Regions from separate parts of the Gossypium hirsutum genome. Here region 1 is linked to region 2. A link is a contact called in public Hi-C data. All regions are on one chromosome and are shown on one strand. The core of a region is the stretch at or near the end of the contact, and the rest is flanking DNA. Distances in the headings are between cores, read along the strand shown.

Evidence for each region. A called contact is a pair of places that touch in the nucleus more often than the background predicts.
Region 1: a contact with region 2 is called in a Hi-C map of leaf, with 2.4 times the contacts expected there. The contact joins the promoter of LOC107895614 here to the promoter of LOC107895547 in region 2. A contact is called at or near these places in 8 of 34 Hi-C or Micro-C datasets (callus, hypocotyl, leaf and 1 more).

Annotation. Positions count from the first base shown.
Region 1 is chrA11:24,120,568-24,126,543 of Gossypium_hirsutum_v2.1, reverse strand. It overlaps LOC107895614 (NEP1-interacting protein 1), which reads right to left and starts at 2,503. Exons shown (of 6, transcript XM_041081411.1): 1 at 1,726-2,503; 2 at 1,272-1,352; 3 at 1,175-1,269; 4 at 944-1,027; 5 at 687-854; 6 at 272-593. The coding sequence starts at 1,879. The coding sequence ends at 471.
Region 2 is chrA11:23,948,705-23,954,781 of Gossypium_hirsutum_v2.1, reverse strand. LOC107895547 (ATP-dependent DNA helicase Q-like 3) reads right to left here and starts at 3,814. Exons shown (of 20, transcript XM_016820812.2): 1 at 3,660-3,814; 2 at 3,398-3,578; 3 at 3,206-3,313; 4 at 3,051-3,058; 5 at 2,875-2,958; 6 at 2,538-2,678; 7 at 2,379-2,413; 8 at 1,966-2,049; 9 at 1,741-1,829; 10 at 1,388-1,540; 11 at 1,210-1,306; 12 at 655-658; 13 at 377-526; 14 at 193-285; 1 more. The coding sequence starts at 3,551.

The DNA of each region.
Region 1 (5,976 bases), core at 1,254-3,753, 170 kb before region 2:
GACCAGATTTGGAACCTCATCATGTGAACTTGGTCATGTATCATTTTCACCTGCTTTATCAACTATTTCAGGTTGCAATATGTCCATCAAAACAATCAAATCCATGTTTATTCGGAAGCGAAGAACCATAAAAAATACTGACCTATTGTTTTAAGTCTCTTGATGAAACGTGTTCTAAGTTGCTGGGAAGTTTCTACCATGAATATAATTCAATATACAAGAGTCATTTATTGAAAGCACAAGAGTCAATATCAAGATAGGCAATTAAAAGTTTGAAAAAGTGTAAATCAAAAGCTTTATACAAAGGGCTAATTGAATTACAATGTTTGATTCTGCGATATAACGTAGGCAGACAGAGTAGGCAAAGCATTTGATTCGATGAATAAATACAAGCAGCCCAGGTAAGTAACAGCAGTAAAAACAAAAAACATAAATAACTCATCTAGTGGTATAATTTACAAAAATTAACATTACAGATCCCTTCTGCATAATGGACAAGAAGCATGACTAACAAGCCACTTATCTATGCAAGGAAGGTGGAACATGTGATGGCACTGCGGCAAGCTCCTAACCGTTTCTCCGAGCTGAAAGTCCTGCATAAAGATAAAATGAAACACCAGACGTCAACCAGACAAGCTTCTTTGATGTTACTAGTTCAAAAATCGAAAAAATATATATGGTTGGACCTGAAGGCAAACTGTACAGGAGACTTTCTCCCCAGAAGCATCGACATTGTTATTTTTAGTGATTATGATCTTTGGGATTTTTTCAACCAAATCTCCAGCCAATCCTTTAACACCACCAGTGTCGAAGATGTTCTGAACCTCCTCAAAAGGTGTTTCAGAAGCTCCCATCTGATAACAGAAACTGAAATCATTAGCAAATGGCTGATTGATGGAACCATCAAGTTGTGGCACACAAACCAAACTCCTCAGCATATTACCTGACTTTGGACTGCACTCAGCATCGCCGGACCAATTCGTTCTCGGACAAGCCTCCCACTTAGAAGGCTTGCAATGACATCAATCTGCAAAATTATTTTATCACAAACTCATCAATTTAGATAAACCAAGTCCAAGAGTTGTGTTTTATATCCCTCTTTTCATTGACATAGAAAGCACAAATCAAACCAAAACAAAACTGTAAAATCAGGTGAATAAACAAAAGTGCTCACCAAATACAACAAGCATCCGATCCCGGATTCATCTGATTGCCAAAGAACAAGAGAAGATTCGAAAACTTCGATTGAAAAAACAGCTCCAGATATAGCCCAACTGCGGCGCCTCGAACGAACCCACTCTCGGTCTCTTGTCCTATCAAAGCCCCCGTCATGGCACCTAACAGGGTGCCCACTGCACACAAACAATGTCAATCTCATTCCCAATACTTGAGTACATGATGGTTAAGCTTAGTATCAAGCATTAATTCTAAGAAACCAAACAAAAAGTCATTAATTCTAGGTGTATTTTAGAAATAAATGTAAGACAAATTAATCCAAACTGCTTTGTCTGCACGCAAGATATTCTCATAGTATCGCAATCCAACAAAACAGCAACATGAAATAATAACATCAAAGTAATATATATATATCAATTTATTGCAAAACCGACATCAAAGGCCATGAATAGATCAATAATCAAATGGCTTGAATGAAACAATATTTACATATAAATTAGATCTACAACGAGAAATTGAAACGCTTCGAGACGAGAGAAAGAAACGAACCTAATGCAAAGAAGAAGGTTAAGATCGCAGAGAAAATGTTGCCAATAATGGCGGAAAAGGCGAAATTGCAAAAATCTTTAAGCTTTTCAAGGAAATCCCCAAAGAAGGAAGGTGGAGGCCTCGAAAAACGAATTTGGTATTCATGAAATTCCATTCTTTTTCTCTCTTTTTTTTTTTCACTTCCCTTGGATTTGGGTGATTGTTGGAAAATGAGACCGGTTATGGGTGATCTACAAGTACAGGATTTAAGAACGAAGAAAGCTTATATATATATAAGGGAATTAAAGAAAAAGAAGAGAGAAAGGGTATGTATGCTTAGTGCAGGGATTTAAATAGCGGTCCGTTATCGAAATAGCGGCCGTTATATAGCGGTAACGGCACCATCCGAAACCGCTACTGCCGAAACCCACTATATCTGCAATACACAATAAGTAATGTAAAATTTACGACCGCGATACCTACAATGACCGCAATAGCATTCGTTATGTCCGCAACCGCGATAAACGCAATGCGACCGAAAACACGACCGCGACCGCAATTTAAATCCCTGGCTTAGTGCTTAAGAGATAAGAAGAGAAAGGAAATGAACCAACTCGCATTTAAAGCTTAATTTCTTTGTTAGACCCTCGCTTCCAGTTTTTCTCTTTTGAGAACATGAAAATTTCTGACTTGTGGATGAAAGAGACGATATTCTCTCTCTCTCTGTGAAGCAGTTTAATATCTTTATTTAATACACGAAAAAAAGGGTTTTAAATGCATAAATAAAATTAAAGTTATTAAATTGTAATAGTGATCATTGTCAAAAACTCATAAATGAAGTGGACTTCAAATATTCATGGTCTAAAATGTTCATTGTAAAAACTCATAATCACTCTCCATTTTCATCTTTAAAATTTGGATGATTAGCACTCATTTTTTTAAAAATATCAATTGGTTTTACTTTGCTTTTGATGTTTTGCCAACTCTTTATTAAGACATGGATCCCTTATCTCAAATAAAAAAGACATGGATCCCTTCAAACTTCAAATAACCCCATCTCTCTCCACATTTAGCAATTTTTCCACCATTTTAAACATGATTCCTAGCTTCCCCTTTTTCTTCTCTTTGTTTTTGCTTTTGGTTGGATGACTATGATTTTCCTAATATCCCCAATTATTACTTTTTTTCCCACTAACCTAATAATCACTTTTTAAGTCACCATTAATATTGTAACCATTGTCGTATTTCTTTTCTTTTGCCGATTAATATTATATACTTGAAAAGAGCCGGGAATTAAAGGGGAAGGGATGCTTCCTTTCTTTTCCCTTTGCTTAAATGATAGATTATTTATCCGAGTCTATCAGCATATTTCCTTTCTATGTATGGATGTGGTCGGATTGAGGCTCATATTAACATATAGGTCTATTTATATTTAGGGAAAGAAAAAAACAAAATTTACAAAAAAAAATAATTTTAATTTAATATTTCACATTTTAATATATATATATTTAAAACTTTACATATAAACAAATTAGTATATTGTTTATATCATAGTATTATATATTTTTATAAATTTTTATTTTTTATGTGATATAAAATATATTATATATATAAAATAAAATAATATGACATAATTTTTAAAAAATAAATAAAACTCAAGTCTTAAATGTGGAGTCAAGTTTGAAAACAGAAGCTAAATAAGTCATATATGTCAAAAAAAAATTTCTTTAACTAAATAAGTTGATATTTTGAAAATTTAGGGAAATAGACTGTTTTTTGAGAGAAAGTAAAAAAACGCTCCAACTGGACGTGTTTTACCTTTAAGTTACATTTTTTTAACTTTTTTAATATAATCAAATTCTTTGGTGAAATGATTAAATGTTATTCATTAAGTTTCAAGTTTGATTCTTCTCCCACCTACATTTATATTTTTTTTCTTTTTTTTAAAAGTTTTTTATATTTTTAATTAATGTTTTTAACATATTAACTTATTTGGTTAAACGGTTAAATAATAATAATTTCATTCTTTATACTCAAGTTCAATTTCTTAACTAGATGCAATTTCTCACTTTTAAAAAAAAAAAATCGACATATTTAGCCAATAAACTTTATATATATATATGACTAATTTAACAGAAAAAAATTATTTTTTGCTCAAAAACAAAAATTTGAGCTTCTACGTATAACCCAATCATTGAATAAGCATATATATATATATATATATGCATGTAATTCTTGTTACTTGCACTCCAATGGTAACGGTCATAAGCTCCCAATGAGTTACGTTGGAGCCAATGCAAAGTCCCAAAAGAAAACAAAAACAAAAACAGACATACAAGTGGGAGGGAAAATATCTCATTCGTTTATCAAAGAAGGAAAAAGGAAGAAATGTTAAAATTAATTATTTTAAAAAAATAAAAGGTAGGCGAAAATCAAAAGAAACCAACTAAAGTGTTGCATGCCTTTCAAGTTAAGATGATGATGGCATTGATGGAAGAAAATAAAAATGATGCAACATCTAAATCACAACCGTCGCATGCATCACCCTTCCTCTTCCACACACGATTTTAGATTATATTCATCCTTCTAAGTTTCAATTTAACAGTCCCATTACATCATCATCACCTTTGAAATTCAATTTTAGGTGTATATTGAAATGACCTCTATTTTTTTTTAATTTAAAATGTAAATTTAATTGTTATTATCGTTAAAATTCTACTATTAAATATCAGTTTATTACAATATTATTTTTTTATTATATAATTATAAAGTGTTTTTTATTTGAAAATGTCACACAAATAAATTTAAAAATAAATAAAATTTAATAGTGTTAATAATTGAACATAAATTTTAAAATCTGAAATGTTAAACAAATTAAATCCTAAACATGTGAAGAGTGTTAAGATTTAGAATAAAATTTCACCATATATTCTTATCAAGAGATAAAAGAAATTTTATATTTGAACCGGAGATATGATACCAACATAAAAGAAAACGAGTCATTTATCACTACACCAATTATTATAGTTTTACCATTTTCTTCTTCTTCTTATACATGCATAAATATATAGCGAAATGATCCACTTACATCAATTTGAAATTTTTAATCAATTCAATATCTCTATCATATCAATCTAAAATAATATCTTATATATAATTGTTAAAAACTTCTTTTTTAATACTTAAAACGAATAGTTAAAAATTTTCAAATTTATGTTAAACTTGACATACATTACCTACATAAATGAAACAATAAGTTGAATCATTGAATTGTTAGAATATTTATACTACTTTAATTTTATACTTAACATCCCTCCGCATATATATAGACAATAAATTGATCAAATCACCAAAATATATAAATTTTTGTAATTGTATTTGATTTTTGGCCAAATTTGTTGCATTACTAGTGAAAGTTTGAAAATGTTGTAGTAAAATTAATGCAAATAAATAAAAGAAGTAACAAGAAATTTTATGTGATGACTTGATGATTAAGAATATTTACGGTTCTATGTGTGCCATGAATTCGAGTTATACTAGTCGAGCTTATTATTCAAACTTTATCCTATTATTGTAATTGAGTAAAAAAAAAAAGAATGAGAAAGAAAGGTTAGGAAGGTCAGGTGCTTTGATCTCCAAGAAAGGTCCCCATCAAGGAGATTATGCATACATGAACATGGTATCCTACTCTAGTCAACAAAGCTCCAGAGATTACTATATATGACATTGATACGAGATCAGTTTTCTGCAAAATTTGTCAACAACAAAATCTGAAATTTCTGGAACAACCCTGGTTAATATTAAAACAAATTCTGGGATTTTTCTGTTTGATGGAACACCAAAAGATTTACTGATGTAATGCTTTATTATTTTCATTTATATTTCTTCTGCAAGAGAAGAAATATCTGCAGCCTAACCACCACCATTGATTTTCTTTTCCGAAAAACTTCACATTTTTCCGCCTGCTTTCCAATCAAAATTCAATAAAAATCCTTTTAGTTTAACAATAACTTCCTAAACCCTAATTGACATCTGCTGAAAGAACAGGGCTGGGATGGGATCCCTTAGCAAAGCAATGTTGATTATCCTTTGTAAAGGGCTAATATTAATTTTTATATCTTACAATTCTCCTCTCACTCAAACTGTTGTCGTATATATACATATACATGCACTCTTGTGTATTTGCTGGAGCTATTTGTAGATGTTTCTTTCATATATACATTCCAACCGGATGTATCTACACCTATTTACGGTCGGGCTATCCGTTTAGAC
Region 2 (6,077 bases), core at 2,565-5,064:
AGCAGCCAACTACTGCATAAACAGATCATGCTTTACCACAAATTCCATTACCTCTTCTCCAAAGCTCTCAAGAATCTTTTTCCTACGGCATCCAAAACCCTCGCAATATTCAACCATCTGCATGTTTTATGCACTTCATGAAAAAAGAGTAGCAAGGAGAGTTCACATTGTACCAACAGGACTTCTACTGACCAGATTAAAATCAGACGTGGACTTCTTTGACAATCCATGTTCTGAATCTGATGATTGCAATTTCTTGCTCTCAGCAATGCTAAGAATAAATTCCTGCCAAGTAGTCCAATAAACAGATCAATTCAAGATAAAAGCATGCAAAGCGAGAGCTATCATGATTACACGGTTTGAAATGGTGACCAACCATCCTTTTTCGATCATCCACTCCATAGTACAACAAGCTTCTAGAAGGCAACTGGTCACGACCAGCTCTACCCGACTCTTGATAGAAGGCTTCCATTGACTTCGGGATATTAAAATGGCAAACTATTCTAACATCCTTTCTGTCTATACCCTAGAAATATCGACCCCAAGATATTAGAGGCAAATGATATTCATCAGTTCCCACAATAGTGCAACAGTCAAAATTTTAAAGAGATGTCTTCATTGTTCAATGAAAAAATTAGTAATATATTAGCTTACCATTCTGAAAGAAAACGAACCATTTGAATAACCATGCGCATAGAGATCAGCCCCGAGCATAAACCAAAAAGAAAAGAAGGAATTCATCACAATCTCAGGTAAGTTGCAGTGCAGGTAATTAGAAGTGAAAAAGAAAGGTACACTATCTTTAAGAATGCTTTCCTCTGAATATCTATTGCCAGTTTCTTGACATAGGATTTCTTGGTTACTACCTAAGTTCATTATTATAGCTTAAACTATAAAATAAAAAGAAATGAAGGACTTCATTACAATCTCAAGTAAGTTGCAGTGCAGGTAATTAGAAGTGAAATAGAAAGGCATTCTAAATTTAAGAATGCCTCCCTCTGAGTATCCATTGCCAGTTTCTTGACATGAGTGTTCTTATTTACAACCTAAGTTCACTATTATTATTTAAACTATACTATTCACATTGTTTCGTAGATAAACAGACTAGTACATCAAAGACAAAATATGTGATAGTTCACTTTTAATATAATCCAGTAGGAGAAGATCAGAGCAAGTTCAATGTTAAGTAAACGTTTTGGTTAATCATACCCAAAAGCTACCGTGGCCACAACAACCTGTATCTTGGAACAAATCCAATCATCTAAGACAGAGCTCCGCAGTTTATTATTTAACCCTGCATGATAGGCTGAAAAAGAAATGTAAAAGTAAAACCTACCATATGATATAGGTCTACAATGAAGGTTGGGAATAAAGAAGCATCAGTTACCAGCACAGGAAATCCCATTTTTGGAAAGATAAGTGGACAAGTCATCACAAGTTGTTCGTTCAAGGCAGTAAACAATTGCACAGACATCTCCAGCAGATTTGAGCACATCACACAAGTCAGCATAAGCATCATCCATAAGATCTTTATATCGAACTGCACTTTTGGGTAATCATCTTAGATGCACAATAATTAAATATGGTTCTCTATGTGAAGAGCAATAACAAGAAAACTCAAACCAAATCAAATATCAACATATACAACAAAAAAAAAAAAATTTGCAAGGAAAAATGTGAACTATATGCCTATTGCTTAGTACTTGTCACTAGCATCATCAGTACAAGCTTACTACTTACCTTCATAATATATATTTGGACGGTTGAAAGATGATTTAAGGACTAAAGGATTTTGCAAATTTAAGGAATCTATGACATCCTTCTGTACTCTGCAAAATGAAAAAGAAAAAGACCAAATTATTTTGTAAATTGGTTCTGGCAATTTACCTCACGAGAAAAATCTCCTAGACTATTGGAACATGATATTCTCCCTTATGAAAGCAAAAAGTATATTACCACACTCACTTAGGAACAGCAGTGGCAGTCAAAGCCAATATTGGTACATCTTGTAGTTGGTTCCTCAAAGATGAAAGCTTCCGATAGCTAGGCCTACAATAATACACCAGCAAGAAAAGAGAAAAAAAAAAAAAAGATCAGAAACCTTCATGTAAGAGTTTTAGCAATAAAATAGTCCTCAAATGGGTGTATATGCAGAAAAAACATATGCATAGGTTATTACATATGAAAAGAACAAGAGTTGGATACACCTCAGCAAATAAAATTACGTTCAAACATGAACACGTCAGACATAGGCTACATATGAAAAGTGAAAGCCTAAATTCAGGCTGAATACTAATTGTTGTCTTTTACAGTAATTTGGCATAGAACTAAAAGAACATACTCAAATTTCTTTCCTTTTGGTGGGAGTGATCACAAACCTGAAATCATGACCCCATGATGAGATGCAATGTGCCTGCAATTTTCACAAAAGAAGCAAAATTTTAGGCAGAGACTTAATGTCTTAAAACTTCTCGTCAAAAAAGCTGCAAATTTCCAGACTAAAGTCATTGGTCAATACTAGTTCATGCAAATCACACCTCATCTACTGCAATGAGATTTAACAATCCTCTACCATGAATCTTTTTAAGCTTTGACATAAATCCTGAAGTGGCAATCAGCTCCGGTGTCACATAAAGCAAGCGAATAGATGGTTGTCCACGATCAAGATCTTCATGAATCTGATAATTAAAACAGAAACATCAAAAAGAATACAATAACATGTTCATTTCAACTGATCTCATCCATTACAACGAATAAAACCAAAATTTGCTATTAAGGGCAAATAATAATAGCCCAAGGGCCACGATGGGACATATGGTTTCCTAGTAACAAACGAAGCTCAAGCTTAACAGTCAGTGCCATAACTTAGATTACCTTATTCCTCAGCTGCGACGTTTGAGTTGAAGAGAGAAACTCAGCCGCAATTCCTTTCTCCTTCAATGCCATTACTTGGTTTTCCTAAATAGTAAATAAATTCCAAAAAAAATTTTAAAAAATGTGGGAGAAAAAAATTATTATACTAGAAGGAAGCTGCCATGCGATATACTTACCATCAAGGCTGCGGATTAAATTGGAGGAACAAATGTACCAGTTAAGTGCAATGTCCTTCCGGTTTAAAACCAGTGAATAGTTAAAAAAAAGGTTAAGAAACCTTTCAATAAGTAAAAGTTAAAAAAATAAAATAAAATGGAAGAGATACATCCACCTATTAACGGAGAAATGACGAGCACAATTCCCGTTTTAGCCAAAGCAGGGATTTGATAACACATTGATTTTCCTCCCCCCGTTGGCATTAGACAAAAACAATCTCTCCCTGAAATAAAAAGGAATGGGCTAAATTCAACAAAATTTTGAAAAAAAAAAACGATCTTGATGAAAATTTACGTTCAAAATATACCTGATAAAATGGCCTCAATGGCTTCCAACTGATTCCCTCTGAAATCAGGATGACCGAAATTCCATCTCAGGAGCTTAACCAAAGCGTCTCTTCCACATTTGCGCCGCTTGTCTTTGGCGCCAAGGTTTTGCAATGGCAACGGCGACTTCTTCATTGAATCCAATGTTGTTCTGAACTCAAGCTTTGTTACAACCGGTAATCGACGATGAGTACTATTATTGAAGAAAAATAAAATCGAAGGAATGGTGGAGTAGTTCTTCACCTGGAGTGGAAATCGGAGACCTGCCCTCACTTTCTTTCTTTCGAAGAATCGAATATCAAAAGAAGTTTTGAGCTTTGAAACCCAACAATTTTAAGAGTTCAGAGCTTAACGGCAATCATAACCTGAATACTACTGGGTAGGAAGCCCATATCGCAGACTTGAAGGCCCAGGTCAGCTTCTTTTTCAATGGAAAAGGACGGCGAGACGGTGACGGTGAAATTATTGAGGTAGCCTAAGATTTGATATTAAAATAAAATTATGGATTATTATGATTATTCAGTTTTAACTCAATTGATATAAGTATTATTAATATATGAGTATGCGTTCGATTACGTTAAAATCTCCTATTTCTATTTATATGTTGAGAGAGATTAAGGGTAATTCTAGATATAATCAAAATAAATTGCTTAAAAAACAAAAATATGAGTTAATTTCAAATGCAAAGATAAGAGTGAGTGAGTGAGTGAAAAAACAAAACAGAGTTATTAAATTAAATTTATATAAATAAATTTTTAATATATTTAAAATATTTATTTAAAATGATTCATTAAATTATAAAATTTATTTTAAAGTTTTAAATAATAAGGTGGTATTTAGAAAATTACCTAGTAATTGAATTTAGATGTAATTGTTTATAATTACACATTGGTGGTATGTTTGGTAACTATTGTAATTGACGAGTCTCACGAATTGAGTGTAATTGAAACACTCAAATATACTTTCTAATTTTTAGAGTAAGGTGAGAATTTGAATAATTACATATGTATTTACACCCAAGCCCAAATTAAAAAAAACTATTTCTATACAAATTATAAAATTATATTATAAACGTAACATGTATGAGTGTTTTGGGATAGTTATGACAAAAAATTTCTTATATTATAAATCGTAAAAAATTATATTATAAAAATAATTTATGCATTTTATAAGTTATAACAAAAATATATATTATTAAAAAAAAGTTATAACAGGTTATAAATGTTTTATAATATATTTATTTATAAAAATTTATGATCAATTATGGACATAACTTATTTATACGTGGATGTTATATATTATAAAAATAATAGACTATTTATTAAAAAAATTATAGTTTTTTATTATAACTTATTTGTAAAAGTAACTTTTAAAGTAACGGTAAAAAGTTATATTATTTATAAAAAGTATTATGAAAGTTTTGGATAATTTATTTTATAAATTATAAAGGTTAAGTATTATAAATTTTATATTATGTTGACTTAATTTACGTATTATGAAAAAAATCTTTCCGTACTAACATCATTTTAGTATAGCATTAAAAAAAATGATATTGTATTAGTATATTACATATTTTATAACTTCAATCATAAGTAGAATTGAGATGATCCATATACTTCCAAGAGTTAGGGATAGTCAAAAAATAAAAAAAATCAAAATCCGAGAGGTTCTGACTCAAACCAATTCATTAGGGGATTTTTTTTGAAAAATCGGGTTGAAATTAGAAAAATAGTTGGGTCAAGTTTGAGGTAAATCCACCCCCCGCACCGCTTCGAAATATTTACAAAAATATCTTTGATATATATATATTTTTATATATCAAGTTTTTGCTTTCAATAAATATATATCAAGTTTTAAGTCTAAACTAAAAAAAAATTATTTGCTTCAAAATAAAAAATAATAATAAAACAATTAAAAATGTAATCTTATTTGCTTAAAAATTAAAAATAAAAAAAATTCCATTAAATTCAGGTCGGGTTGGAGCGGAATCTCCTATTAAATTTCAAGTTCGGGGCAAATTTATCAAGGTTCAGAGCAAGGTCGAGTTCGGGGCAAGTATGCACTAGAACAATTAGATAAAATTAAATATGATGTTTATTGTTCTTGTTATTATATTTGTAATCATATTATTATCTACTTTGTTATACTAACATAATACATACGATGATTTAGTTTTAATTTTTTCTCCTTGTTTAGAAATTATTTTTTTATACTAATAATTTTTATAGTAATTAATATTTATTTAAAATATAAAGTATGTAATCATGTAATTACAATTTGTACTGCCAAACATGATAGAAGAAATTACGATGTAATTACACTTTATCAATCAAACACGTCTAGTGAATTCCAATTCTTTCATTCAATTACGTTGTGCTGCCCAAACAAACCTTAAGTGAAATTATCTATATATAATCTCTTTATATTAAATAAAATCATATAAAAACACGAGTTGGGACTAAATTTTGAACTAACCAATATAGTACTTGTTGTTCATTATATTACTGATTTTTTATTTAAATATTTTTATTTTTTACAAGATTTATCAAACTTATAAATAAGAATTTTAATTTAATTAAAATATTTTGTTAAATAAATTTACTAAAATTTACCATACTTGTCTATGAGAATTTTGTTTCTATTAAAAGATTTTTATTAAAT